Linked DNA regions of Sus scrofa: region 1 is linked to region 2. A link is a contact called in public HiChIP or PLAC-seq data. All regions are on one chromosome and are shown on one strand. The core of a region is the stretch at or near the end of the contact, and the rest is flanking DNA. Distances in the headings are between cores, read along the strand shown. Region 1 overlaps DTHD1 (death domain-containing protein 1). Region 2 overlaps ARAP2 (arf-GAP with Rho-GAP domain, ANK repeat and PH domain-containing protein 2).

Region 1 (6,800 bases), core at 3,410-5,909, 160 kb after region 2:
TATTACTGTACAGAAATACAGGGATGTATTACTGTATACACCCCATCTTGTGGCTGTACCAGAGTTTGTTTAGCCATTTACATATTGCAGAAAGTTTCAGTTATTTCCTGTTTGGGGCTATCACAAATAAAATTGCTACGAACATTTGTGTACAGGTTTTTGTGATGTGTAATAAATCACATTTCAGGGCTGAGACTGAGGGGGTAAATAAGCTGTCCAGAGCACTCAGCAGGTTTATAAACCTAGATATTTTTACTTTTACCTCCTGTGCTGTTTTCATGTTCCCATATTAACTAAGAACAAACTGTTCTGCAGACAGTGTAGAAAAGTAATGATTTTATATTTGATTTCTTCTTGACAAAATTTTGGTTTCAGAATAATATCTGCTTAAAGGCCTGATTGTTTTTAGCATCATGTCTGCATATTGATTCACTCATTTACTCATAAAAACACATGTTGGAATACCCATTAGGTTCCAGCCTGGTGCTGAAGCAAAATGCCTAGCTCAAGAAGGCTTTTACTAAATACTATTTTTGTAGCATAGAAGTAGCTTGCTTTATGTTAGCTAGTATTAAATTTTTGAATTTTAGTTTTGAAAATATTTGTTCAGTGTTAATGTGACTACTATAATAATAAATGTGAATTCCTAAATTTAAATTTTCTGAAAGATTTGAGTTAATATACATTGCCTTATCTTAGAAAAGCAATGCTGAACATGTATGTATAAATACACAATCTAATTTTGTAATGCAGGAGATTCAGGACTTTTTTCATATAGAGGTGAGGTTTGGATGAATTTTTATGTGTAGTTTGTTCGCAGATTAATGATTTCTTCTGCTTATTCTGTGTCCCTTTCTCCCAAAAGCATGAAAATTTAATCAACCGTCCACAGAGTACCAAAAGAATTTCTACAGATCCTCTAGGTAAGGAATAATTTCTGTGTCCTCATTATGGTGGTGCTCTTTTCCTCTTATATTTTATATTTTATGTGACTCTTTTGATTAAAAAGAATAGAGAAATTTGCAAGTAAATAATTATTTTTTAATTATCTATTATCATAAGCCTAATAAATGAGTTTTCCTTCAGAAGTCATGGAGATATAAGCAAAAAACTGTTGAATGTAGATGCAATTAAAATTTTGTTAAAATTCTATGAGAAGTATGAACTCTATTAAGTATTATTTAACTGAGATAACTAATAATTCCTTTGTTTTCTAAATAGACTACTGTGGTTTGTTCTGAAATGTTGACAATTAGGTTTTAAATCTTAAAATAAATTTTAAATAGAGGTATATATTAGAGGTATGAAACCACAAAGGAAACATATTTGATTGTGGTTATGGGTAACCTAATTGCATAACAATGATACATATTTCAGGGTAAAATTTGACACTTTTATTCTATTTTAGCCTTTGAAACAATTCATTTTTGTGCTATTGATAGGTACTACTATAATAATTTTTTGGTTTTCAAAATACGTCAGTGAATGTGTTTTAACTACTGTGTCAGTCTCACCCCTGATGCCCTAATGGTATAATATTCCATTCAGGGGTTATCTTTATGGACTTGTACAGAGAATGTACAAACTTTACTGAATTAAGTTAGAAGTGAGTAGGATGGGAATAAACCTTTGCATTATATCCTCTCTCAGAGGCGATAAAGTTATTTTTCAAAGAGAGAGCAGGTGATAGAGAAAAAACAAAAGAAAAAATACCAAAGTCCCCCCCCAAAAAAAGAAAAAGAATCCACTAAAACAACAGGAGCAGTAGATGAAACCCCAGCAAGTTTAATAATGTTGTTAACTTTTGAAGAACTTGATGGTCAAATAAAAGTCATCCTGTTACCACTGTCAACAACCACCAGAGAGGACAAGGTGATGGTAGCCGACATGAGAGCAGCATAGAACTATGACCAGTTTTAAATGACAAGATAAGAAGTCAAGACAATGAAGGAGCCTAAAAGAGGTTTATTAATAAGGAATGAATAAGATCAGGTTAGACCCTGACAACTTCTATTAGTTGTGCATGAGATTAAAGTCCGTCTACACTGATAGCAGGGATGTGAGTTAGAACTCTGGTTCCTGTAGTACTCCAGAAAATAAAAAGGTAGGGTATGATTAAAACAGAGTCAGGCTGGAAAGTGGGGGAGATATCTGAGATATTTTTAGAGTTAGGACAAATAAAACTTGGTGGAGGTGATAAGAGATAAGAAATAGACTCTGAGGAGTTCCCACTGTGGCACAACAGGATTGGTGGCATCTCTGCAGTGCCAGGAAGCAAGTCAATCCCCCGCTTGACACAGTGGGTTAAAGGATCCTGCGTTGCTGTAGTGTAGGTCACAAACACTGTGGGACAGCCAAAATGAAAAAATACATATGCTTTGAGAAATTGGAATAATATTACCTGCGTTGGCATTCTCAGCTGAGAGGTCACATTCACTAAGAAAGTGGGGGAGAAAGGAAAAGACCAAAGTTGATTTTTTTTTTTTTTTTTTTTTTTTTTTGGCATTTCTTGGGCCGCTCCCGCGGCATATGGAGGTTCCCAGGCTAGGGGTCTAATCGGAGCTGTAGCCACCAGCCTACGCCAGAGACACAGCAACACAGGATCCGAGCTGCGTCTGCAACCTACACCACAGCTCACAGCAACGCCGGATCGTTAACCCACTGAGCAAGGGCAGGGACCGAACCCTCAACCTCATGGTTCCTAGTCGGATTCGTTAACCACTGCGCCACGACGGGAACTCCCCAAAAGTTGATTTTGATTTTAGAAATATGGGATTTGAACTGGTTGTGGTATAAACTGGTAAATATAATTAGGAGATAAATATTGCAAATGTTACATAGGCATAACTCGAAGATATTGAAAGTCTGGTTCCAACTCACCACAATAAAGTGAGTATCATTCAAAGTAGATCATATGAATTTTTGGGTTTTCAAGCTCACATAAAAGTTAGGTTTACACTATACTGTAGTCTGTTAAGTGCACAACAGTCTTAAATCTAAAATAACAATGTTCATGCCTTAATTAAAAAATCCTTTGTTGCTAAAAAATGCTAATCATCATCTGAACCTTCAGCAAGTCCTAATCTTTTTACAATAGTAACATCAACAATCACTGATCACGGATTACTCTAACAGAAATTAATGGAAGAGTTTGAATACCAGGAGAATTACCCAAATGTGACATAGAAACACAAAGTAAGCAAATGCTGTTGGAAAAATGGCGCCTGTAGACTTGCTATACACAGGGTTGCCAAAAGCTTGAATTCAATTTGTAAAAAATGAAGTATCTGAAAGACAGTAAAGCAAAGCATGAGAAAATTGGTTATGCCTGTACTAGGATGCAGGGAAACAGAACCAAAGATGAAGATATGGTAGATCTGGGATATTCCATATACAGGAGATGGCTAAGGCAATTGCTAAGGGGGAAGGGACAGAAGTAGAAGGGGCCTGAGAGGAGAAGCAGTCACTCAGCACTATCAGGAGGAAGAGAGTCAGCAAAGGGTAAAGATAGGGAGACGGAACACCAGGGCAGGCCGTGGAACCCCAGGGAAGGATTAAATGCTCCATGGAAGTCAGAGAAGATGCAGAATGAGAATGAGTTGTTGAAAGCAGTATTTAGGAGAACTCTAGAAAGATCAGAAAGTAAGGCTTTAATAGAGCTTTAAAAGAGGATATATAACTCATAAGGTAAGGGCTTAAGGAGTGAGGTGATGGTGATGGACTTAAGGCAACAAGTTTACATTAGGCGTGAAAAGACTTTTTGGTAGAAAGAAGGGAAGAGAGAGCCTGAGAGCTTGAAACAGCATCAGAAATGGGAGGCCTAAGAGGGCTTGTGGGAACCATGGAAAGAACCTGATGGAGGAGGTGGTTAAGGAACAGGTGTGAAGGGAAATTTTTTGATGAAAAAACATGTGGGAGATGGCACCTGGCAAATGTGGAGGAGTGTGATTTTGTAAAGACAGTGATTTTGAAGTGAAAACAAGGTTAGAAGAATTCAGGTCAAGTGGCTTTAGGTAATGTTAGGAGAAACAGGCATTGGTTGGGTGAGAATAAGAGTGAGACTGGGGTTTAAGGATGGCAGAAAAGTTTTGTGTCATTGCTGTGGAAAATTTGAAACCAAATTCAGGAATCGGATGTTTTAATGGATTTGTAAGCTACTAAAGGCTTAAATTGTGTACAAAGCATAGAGTTTGTTGACCACACTCAGTATAGTTTCATAACCCTGGGCATCCCAGTGGCTGACTGCAGTGTGAGTAAGGCAGGATTGGTGACTGACGAATTGAGAACACTGAAAGCTAAAGAGGACAGCAGGCTTTAAGGTGGATGCAAGACCATTATTGAATCACAAAGCTGATCTTTAGGGGAAGTATGGGTACAGAGACAGATGATGGAATGACTGGGAGCCTTAAAGAAGGACTTGCAGTACTGGTGATGAGGCAAGAAGCATATGAAGCAGGAGCAAAGGAATAGAAGCTGTGGAATTTTAGGAGGTACTGGTTAGCAGTAATATTGATAAGTTGAAGCCATGGAGATAGAATAGCGGTAGCTGATCATGAAACATAAGGATTGGTCATGAAAGTTGGTTTCTCATATGGGGTTACCACACAGGTCATTGATGTGGACAGGATTAGGAAAGCATGTGGTCAGCGGTGTGACTGATTGTCAGCAGGGTTGCTGATGCTTCTGCCTGGCAACGGCAAGAGAGAAATGATGTGGAAGGGGAGAGGAAGGCTTATGCGGGCAGCAGGGACATTAAAATGAATATATGGCAAGATGGAAGCAGAATGTTGGTTTGAAAGTGAAAACAGGAAAGATGACTCCATTTCCTGGGTAGCTTTCATAGAAAAGTGGCATGATGTAAATGCAGGTGCAGTTTATGTGAGGAGATAGTTGGAAAGAATGGGTAAAAGAAGGTGGACATAGAATTCTTTCCTCATACCAAACCAGGGAAACTGCTGCAGGGGTTTGCATGACAGAGAGAGAAAGTGACTCTGAAGCAGCTTAGTGTTGACATATGGAAGGAGGGAGATAGTAGGACTTGGGGGACCTCTTGAGAGTGATGGATCTGAGCTAGAGAATGAAATAAAATGACAAGCAAACAGCAGAAGATTGGAATCATGAGTTTGGTGGTAGACAGGAGTCATGGAGTAAGGGAAGGGGTATGCTGAACATACAGGGTATATTCAGAGATGGTAGAGTTTCTCAATAGTCCAGAACCAGGCAATACAGGTTCTCTGTAAAGGACCTTCCAGAGAACTGCTCTTTGGGAAGTGGATCTTGGTGCGTTTGTGTGCATATGTAGTTGGGGAGGTTGGGGTGTGAAGATGGAGCAGCTGCTAGTATAATTTATACATTATGTTAGTACGAATTAAGAGAAGTATTTTTTGAGCCTAAAAAAAAAAAACTCTTTTAACATAGTGCTACTCAAAGTCAGGCCTCAGTATCAGCATCATCTGGGAGCTTGTTAAAAATGCCAATTTTTGGGCCCCATTCTAGTCTTACTTAAGTAGACTCTCTGGGGCGGAGGTCTAAAGCCCATTTTTAACAAGCCTGCCCGGATCTCAGGAAAGTTAAAATTTGAGAAGCACTTCTAACCTTCTGCAATGGGTGGGTCCCTCAGAAGACCCCGGAAAGCCCAGGGACTCAGAGTCTCTCAACTGTCCATCTGGGTGGTCCCCAATTATTCTGCTGCTCAGAGGACATACCAGAGATTGAGTAGATTTCCCATGACCAGGTGGAGGGCTAGATGAGCACACACCCCTTCCCCCCGACCCCTGCCCCCACTCCCGCCCCCGCGAAAGGGTCCTGACAATGAGTGTTCCCCGTGTGCCGGCAGAAGCCCTGTGGAACAGCTTGCTCTACTGGCTGTCGGAGGAGCTCTCAGAAGAAAACGCGCTGTGTCTCTCTGCATCCCTCCCGCTGCGCCGCAGCACCGTTCAGCTCATCAAACTGAAGGCCCCCAATGACCTTGCAGAACAGACCTACGAACTTCTCTGCTTCTGGAAAAGATCACTCCCAAATTCCACCGACAAACTTCGCCTTCTAGCTCGCCATCTCCGCAAGATAGGCAGGAGTGACCTTTCAGGAGAGCTCAAATTCAAGTGGGAAAATAAAGTGTTCACTGAACCACCACGGTGGTCTGATGGGGCAGAGGAAAGCCCTGTGGCTCCTTCTGCCCTAGAAGAAGGGCTGTAGCTGGCTTGAGGATGGCTTCTGTCAACGTGTTACTAGCAGTGTCCAAGTAATGTCTGAAGTGAATCTATGTGATAGATGTGTTATTGAGACAAGTGAAGAGGCGGTAATCAGACAAAACCATTTGTGGGTTGGCTTCCTCTTTCACGGTTCAGTGATATACGTTCTGCAGGTGTGACCGTCCAGAGTTCAGCCAAACTTATTATCAGTTGTAACAGAGCTTGCCCTGTTTATATTTTAATAGATAGGTTGCTTTTTATTTTTTTTAATTAAAAAAAAATTTTTTTTAAGGGTCGTAGATGCAACATTTGGAAGTTCCCAGGCTAGGGGTCAAATCTGACCTACAGCTGTCAGCCTATGCCAGGTCCTAGTGGTGTCTGCCACCTACACCACAGCTCATGGCAATGCCATATCCTTAACCCACTGAGGGAGGCCAGGGATTGAATCCGCATCCTTATGGATACTAGTCTGGTTTGTTTCTGCTGAGACACAACAGGAAGTCCTAGGTTGCTTTTTAAATATAAAGGAAAGGTGTAATCTACAGAATTCCTTTTTTTTTATTCTTATCTAAATAAAAATGAACATGTCATCCAGTACTCCAAGAAACT
Region 2 (6,735 bases), core at 2,505-5,004:
TTCCTTAAGGAAAGAAATTCTAAAGCATCCCTTGAGCTTATAACACACAGATATCTAGGTCAAGTTTGTCATTTATCTACCACTTGCAGACAATGAAACGACCACAGGGCAATTCTGCCCACAGCTGAGGAAGAATGGGGGTGCATTAGATTTCTTGGCAGGTGATAAGCTATCCAGGCTGTTGGGATGATGCCATTTTCGGTAATACAATGAAAAGGCCTTGCTGAGACATGATTGAGCAGCATTGGAGAAAGCAGAAGAAAACTATGGAAACAGGCATCTCTGCAAACTACCTCCTGAAAGCTCAACTATATGCTCGTCAAGTGCACATTTAAACACTGAAAGACCCAACCTCTCCACGCATAGGCCCATGAAAACTGCACATCTGGCTGAAATAGAAGATGTGGTCACATCAAAACCCTCTGTTAACTGACCTTGAAATCCCCTCTTCCCAGTCCATCAATCCATCCCTTTTTGCCATAAGAGTCACACCAGAAAACATTTCTCTTTTTAGGAAACACTCATCCTAGTATTTGGGGGGTTTTGCCAACATGAAACCAATCATCTGAATAATAAAGGAATGAAATTCCATGGGAAACAACAATTTTTTTTTAAATTTTCATGTCAAGCTAAAGAATTTGTAACAATTCATTTTAACATAAACTTTTAATCTCAATTTCAAACCAAGGCTGCATCACTTTTACTGCATCAATGTGGATAACCACTCATCTCCCCAATACAGTTGAGATGACCTTTTCAAGGACAGACTGCGTCCCCTTGGTCAGAGATACTAGAAATTCTCTCTCCCGAATGAGGATAAGGATTCCAACACCAACAGAGCCTGACAGCACGGAAGCCTGTCTCACTCCTGAATAGTTTTCTTCTTCATTTCAGTGAAACCAGAAAAGGGTAAAGGTGCTAAAGAAAACCAGGGGTCAGACTGCATCAGACAGAGACTACTTTGCACCCATCATAGGCACATAAACTGTCTCAACATTCAAATAAACAAGCAAACCAAAAACAACACCAAAAGTAGAAAACAAGCTTTTAAAAGTGTTCATCTCATCTTGCAAACGTCAAAGGGGTGTGTTTAAACCTACTTGACACTTTACCAGGATCATTGTAAAGTGAATCCAATGAACACTTCTCTAAACTTTCTAGTATTCTCGGGATTGTAGCACACAGTGTATATGACTTTCTGTCTAAAAGCATATGCTCTTCTTCCTTGTGGTACCTAAGAATCAACACATGAAAAGGAGTCTATATCTCTATTCAAGCCACAAATAACACCAATATTACGCAGCGAAAATCTCTAAATAATGAGAAGATAAGGTTAGACTATACACTAGACATAAGAGAATGTGGTTAAGTGTTAAATCAATATATTAAAAGAACATATATAGTTAAGATTGTAAAATTATATGATTTTAACAAAAAATGGAGTATATACATTAGTTCCAATTTTTTACGTAAGGAAATTTTCAAACACATAGAAGTCGAAAGATCAGTACAACAAAACACTCATATCCTCTATCTCAATTTGACAATTGTTAACACTGTCATTTTTTGTTTTATCTAACTATGCATGTGTGCAAAGATACATATATGTGTATATGTAAATATAAAAATATATAGGTAGGAAACATTTGAAAGACATTTGTGGATATAATGACACTTCACTCCTAAGTATTTCAGCCTACATCTCTTAAGTATAAAGGCATTCACACACCTAATGAGAAGGACATGAGCAAAAGAGTATCATGTTATTAAGACCCCACTAATAACCTAAAGAGGAATTTTAACCATCTGTACATCAAGATGTTCAGTGAGCTCTAACACCAAACACATTCTTCTCAACGTCATCTCCCACTAATGCCCTTCACCCACACCATTTTGCAATGAGAGAATCTGGGCATCTCGTTCTCTCTGCTGTCAAATCCTGTTCTTTCTAGTTTCTCTATGTACAAACATTCTTCTTTCTTCAAAATCCATGGCAATTAGAAATCTCATGCAAGATGCATTCCTTGGTTCTTCCGCACCTCTTCTGGAGGACAAAATAACCTCTCCTTGCTTTAACATGTCCTGCTTAACAGTTTCAGTGCTGTCTAGGATAAAGACAATTCCTTATGTAGCTATCACTTACAGCAATTCCTACAGTTTGTAGGATATATTCCAAAAATTATTGTCAGGAACATAAGCTTTTAAAATTCCCAATTTTATGTGGCAGGGAAAAGGTAGACTATGAAAAGAGTTAAATGTCGTATCTTATGCAAATTCTTTTCATGTTGATACTTCAACTCCTAGTCTTAAAGACCAAATCACATACTTAGTTTATGGAAGTACACTGAGCATGCATAGGGCAATTTTGGAAAACTGTAAAACATCCTTACCTTATCATTATTGTAGTAAGAAATGCTAACACCGTCAAATTTCACCCATCTCTTCTGAAACATGCGTTTTCTGTAAAATATATGAAATTGTCATTTTACATTTAAGAACCATGACCTTGGGTTTTAAATACATTTGTGATATAACCATATTGAGTACATTACCATTTGCTGTTAAACAGCAAAGAAAACAATAGGCCATGATAATGTCCAATTTTGGCAATGGTATGAAGGGAAGAAAATAAGCACAATGACTCTTTCTAATCAGTTTACCCAGGTATGTTAAAAAAAAAAAAAAAGTTCCCGTCGTGGCTCAGTGGTTAATGAATCCGACTAGGAAACAAGAGGTTGTGGGTTCGATCCCTGGCCTCGCTCAGTGGGTTAAGGATCTGGCGTTGCCGTCAGCTGTGGTGTAGGTCGCAGACATGGCTCGGATCCCGCGATGCTGTGGCTCTGGTGTTGCTGTGGCTCTGGCGTACGCTGGCAGCTACAGTTCCGATTAGACCCCTAGTCTGGGAACCTTCATATGCCATGGGTGTAGCCCTAAAAAAGACCAAAAAAAAAAAAAAATGATACTGCTAACAGTATCATCATCCACATGTGTAAGATTGAGTGGAATACAAATGTGGCCAGAAAACACTATCATTGCACCCACAGCCCTTAATGGAGATAATTCCTTAGTGAAGGTAATATAAACTCTTAACCTTCATTAATCTTATAACATTTTATCTTATTATTTAAATTTTTGCTTTGGAGTATGAATAATATTTTGCTGAAATAATAAAGATTTGTCAACTGGATTTACATAGATATATTATTTAATTCTGATCAAAAAAGCTGAAAAAGCCCTGTCTAAATATAGAGAATCATTTGCAATCATCCAAAATTCACTGAAACATTAACATTTTGCAAAAAAAATGATTATATGCAAGGCAAATGAAGTTTAAAATGGTTACTGACATGAGAAAAAAACAAAATAATGTCATCATATGTGCCCTATGTAGGCATAAAGGAGAAAAACCACCTTTCTGACTATACAAAGGGAAAGTGAAGACCCATTTCTATTAGGCTTGTTTTGTGTTGCTTTGTTTAGGTCCCCTTCCCTGAAGTCAGGCAATCCTGAAGGTCTTGAATATCTTATTCTCTACATGACTCTCAGTGTGAACTGATACAATCTAGATACTTTTAGCCTTTAACACAGATAATATATGAAAACTAACTTTCTGTTTCAAAAAACAGTCATTTCTAAACAAACGGGTAAGTAATCATGTCTACCTTTTCCTTCTGCAGTTTTCTAACATGTTTAAGATAAGGAAATGGTTTAACTTTTTGAGGTTTGCAAAAGCTTTAAAGATAGAAAAAGCACTTCAGGAAGTGTGGAGAACTTGTCTCACCGGCCGTTTCCTGAGCCTCACGCCCCTATTACTCTAGTGAAATACGCAAGCCGCCCACACTGATCATTAGCCAGTTTATTCTACTTAAAATGAAATTAGAGCAAAGCTGATCAAAGTTTCAAAATTCATTAGTGTGGACACCATTTTCACATATAAGCACTGAATTTTTTTCATGAAGTAATAAGAACATGTCCACAGGGAGTCTGGGTTTAAAAGATGCAAACTATTGCATTTAGTGTGGATAAGCAATGAGATCCTGCTGTATGGCACAGGGAACTTTAGTCACTTGTGATGGAACATGATGGAGGATAATGTGTGTGTGTGTGTGTGTGTGTGTGAGAGAGAGTGACTGGGTCACTTTGCTGTACTGTAGAAACTGACAGAACACTATAAACCAACTATAATGGAAAAAATAAAAATCATTAATTAAAAAAAAAAAAACATGTGAAGACCTTGAAACTATGTAACCACAATTAACTCCCCAGCCCTCCTTCCATCTTATCCCCGCAGCCTTCTGCTTCTTTTATTACCTTCTTCTGGTCTGTAATGTGTTTTCTTAACCTTGTTGGTTTTTACTTTCTTCACCAACCCAAACTGAAGGGCTCTTCAAGTTGCCAGCATTAAAAGTTACAAGGTAAAGAAATACTAAGCACATGCACAATAATTCTACATTCAACAAAATCACTTAGAGCTCATTTCATGTAGATCTCTGTCGCACTTAAAAGCAGGCAAATAGCCTTCTTCCCACACAATCTCAACAGTAACTCTATGAATTGAGATTGCATTTAGGGCCCCCACCGACCTTGCATGGTGAACAGTGGTAAGCTAGAGCCCAGAAATACATATAATCTTCCATGTTAGAATAAAAATACTCAACATCTATAAGAGATAAAGGCCTTAGGACTGCCTATTACTCATCTGTTTCCTTTGCTAACTATACCTTATCTTAGAGTTCTACCTAAACCCATACTGACATTTCTTCCCAGATGAGCCAATCCAAAGCAAATCACAAAGTTATTCTCTCTCAAAGCACCCTCTTCTTTTCCTCATAGCACTTAACACAATCCCTAATTACACATATCTGTTTAGTTGCTTAGTGTCTGTCTCCCACATCAGCCCTCATGCTTTACAAGGACAAAGTTCAAGGATGTTTTATCCTCTATTATATGATCAGCAACAACTAACACAGATCAAATATGGCACTTTCTAGAAAAGAATCTGTTCAATGAGAGAGGGGATTAAGCACATGTCCCCTTAGCATTAAGAGCAAGATGACAGACAAATAAAACCTCAAATAACCAGCACTCAAATAATGAGCATCTTGTAAAAGAAAAGATGGGCAGAAGACAGGAAAACTTCTAAAAACTCAAGAGTTAAATTCAAAGTTTCAGTTCCCATTGTGATTTAGTGGGTTAAGAACCGGACATGGTCTCTGTGAGGATGCAGGTTCGATTCTTGGCCTTGCTCGGCAGGTTAAGGATCTGGCATTGCTGCAAGCTGTGGCACAGGTAGCATTTGCAGCTTGGATCCCGCGTTATGGGCAGGCTGTGGGTAGGCTGGTAGCTGTAGCTCCAACTCGACCCGCAGCCTGGGAACTTCCATATGCCACAGGTGTGACCATGAAGAAAAAAAATCCAAAGTTTAAAATCCCAAATGATGGAGTGAAAAAAAGTTTAGAATATACTGCAACATGTCTTTTGTTTAGTTGAGGCCACTTGGATTCAAAAAGCTTTCTTAGAATTCCATCACCATCTGGATAGACAGTTTGAGATCCGAGGCATCATCCAGGAATTTAACATTCGTGTCACAGAAAAATGCCATCTTCTCCACTTGGAATGCGCCCTGCCTGCTCTTGATGTGGCTGGCTCCCACATCAAGCTTTTGAGGTTTTAATCAAAACCTCAACTACATTAATAAAATTAGAGGAAACAAACACCAATTTAACCACTTCACCCTTAAGTTCATTTTTTGCTTTTTTTTCAAACATTCAGGATCAGATCTTTTTATGACAATAAAAACTTTGTAAAATACCTTGTTATTAGGGGAAAAGTAGACACTACAGAAAACTTGAAACATTCGCCACATAATTTTAAAATACATTTCAGAGTTAAACATTTTTAAATATATTAAGATGCATGCATTTGATACTTTCCTACTTAAAAATGCAAATTAATAAATCAAATGCTTCTAATACTAAATTTATATAAACATTGTTTAATCTTTTACTTATTAAATGTTTCAACATTCAAATAGCTATTTTCTATATGTGAACTTCAATACTGAATTCTAGTAATTAGTTAAAGATAATAACTTACAGTTAGAGCCTTTCTCACAATATAATCCACCTTTCTAGCAAATGGAAACTTGGATTTAACATGGGTTAGCCCTATAAATTAATCAAAACCTCAACTATGTAAAAGGGAGATTTTGAGAAGTACTGTGCTTCTAAATGTCAATGTACAGTTTTAAGTTAATAAATGTGAATCCAAAAACTCTAAGAATTATCTTTTCTATGCAAGAGTTAAATATTTTTCTCATGTATTTACAAAGGCTAATATCAGACAACTAAGTTTAGTATATTTACATAAAATTAATCTATTAGACACAACCAGGGATTGCTAAAATACTTTAAAAGTTTTTGCTGACATAAATTATGCCTTTCCCTCAAATTTTATTTGAGCTTATTTAGTAAGTGTTAAAAAAGAGAGAGAGGAGTTCCCGTCATGGCGCAGTGGTTAACGAATCCGACTAGGAACCATGAGGTGCGGGTTCAGACCCTGCCTTGCTCAGTGGGTTAACGATCCAGCGTTGCCGTGAGCTGTGGTGTAGGTTGCAGACGCGGCTCGGATCCCGCGTTGCTGTGGCTCTGGTGTAGACTAGTGGCTACAGCTCCGATTCGACCCCTAGTCTGGGAACCTCCATATGCCGTGGGAGCGGCCCAAGAAATAGCAAAA

The links. HiChIP or PLAC-seq counts read pairs in DNA pulled down with a chosen protein or histone mark.
Region 1: a contact with region 2 is called in an H3K27ac HiChIP or PLAC-seq map of alveolar macrophages. The contact joins two enhancer-like sites. A contact is called at or near these places in 2 of 47 Hi-C or Micro-C datasets (alveolar macrophages and embryonic fibroblasts) and 1 of 2 datasets of contacts at active chromatin or transcription factors (alveolar macrophages).

Annotation. Positions count from the first base shown.
Region 1 is chr8:28,066,007-28,072,806 of Sscrofa11.1, forward strand. DTHD1 (death domain-containing protein 1) reads left to right here. Exons shown (of 10, transcript XM_003128908.5): 9 at 866-923; 10 at 5,837-6,800. The coding sequence ends at 6,195. Among named protein-coding and RNA genes, the nearest start is that of DTHD1, 72 kb to the left of the region's middle. Within about 2 kb of position 4,660, at least 2 of the 83 cell types and tissues checked have an H3K27ac peak or open chromatin away from gene starts, as enhancers often do. A contact at or near this core is called in alveolar macrophages, where this site is marked.
Region 2 is chr8:27,911,112-27,917,846 of Sscrofa11.1, forward strand. It overlaps ARAP2 (arf-GAP with Rho-GAP domain, ANK repeat and PH domain-containing protein 2), which reads right to left. Exons shown (of 33, transcript XM_003128906.4): 7 at 2,391-2,460. Among named protein-coding and RNA genes, the nearest start is that of ARAP2, 46 kb to the right of the region's middle. Within about 2 kb of position 3,755, at least 9 of the 83 cell types and tissues checked have an H3K27ac peak or open chromatin away from gene starts, as enhancers often do. A contact at or near this core is called in alveolar macrophages, where this site is marked.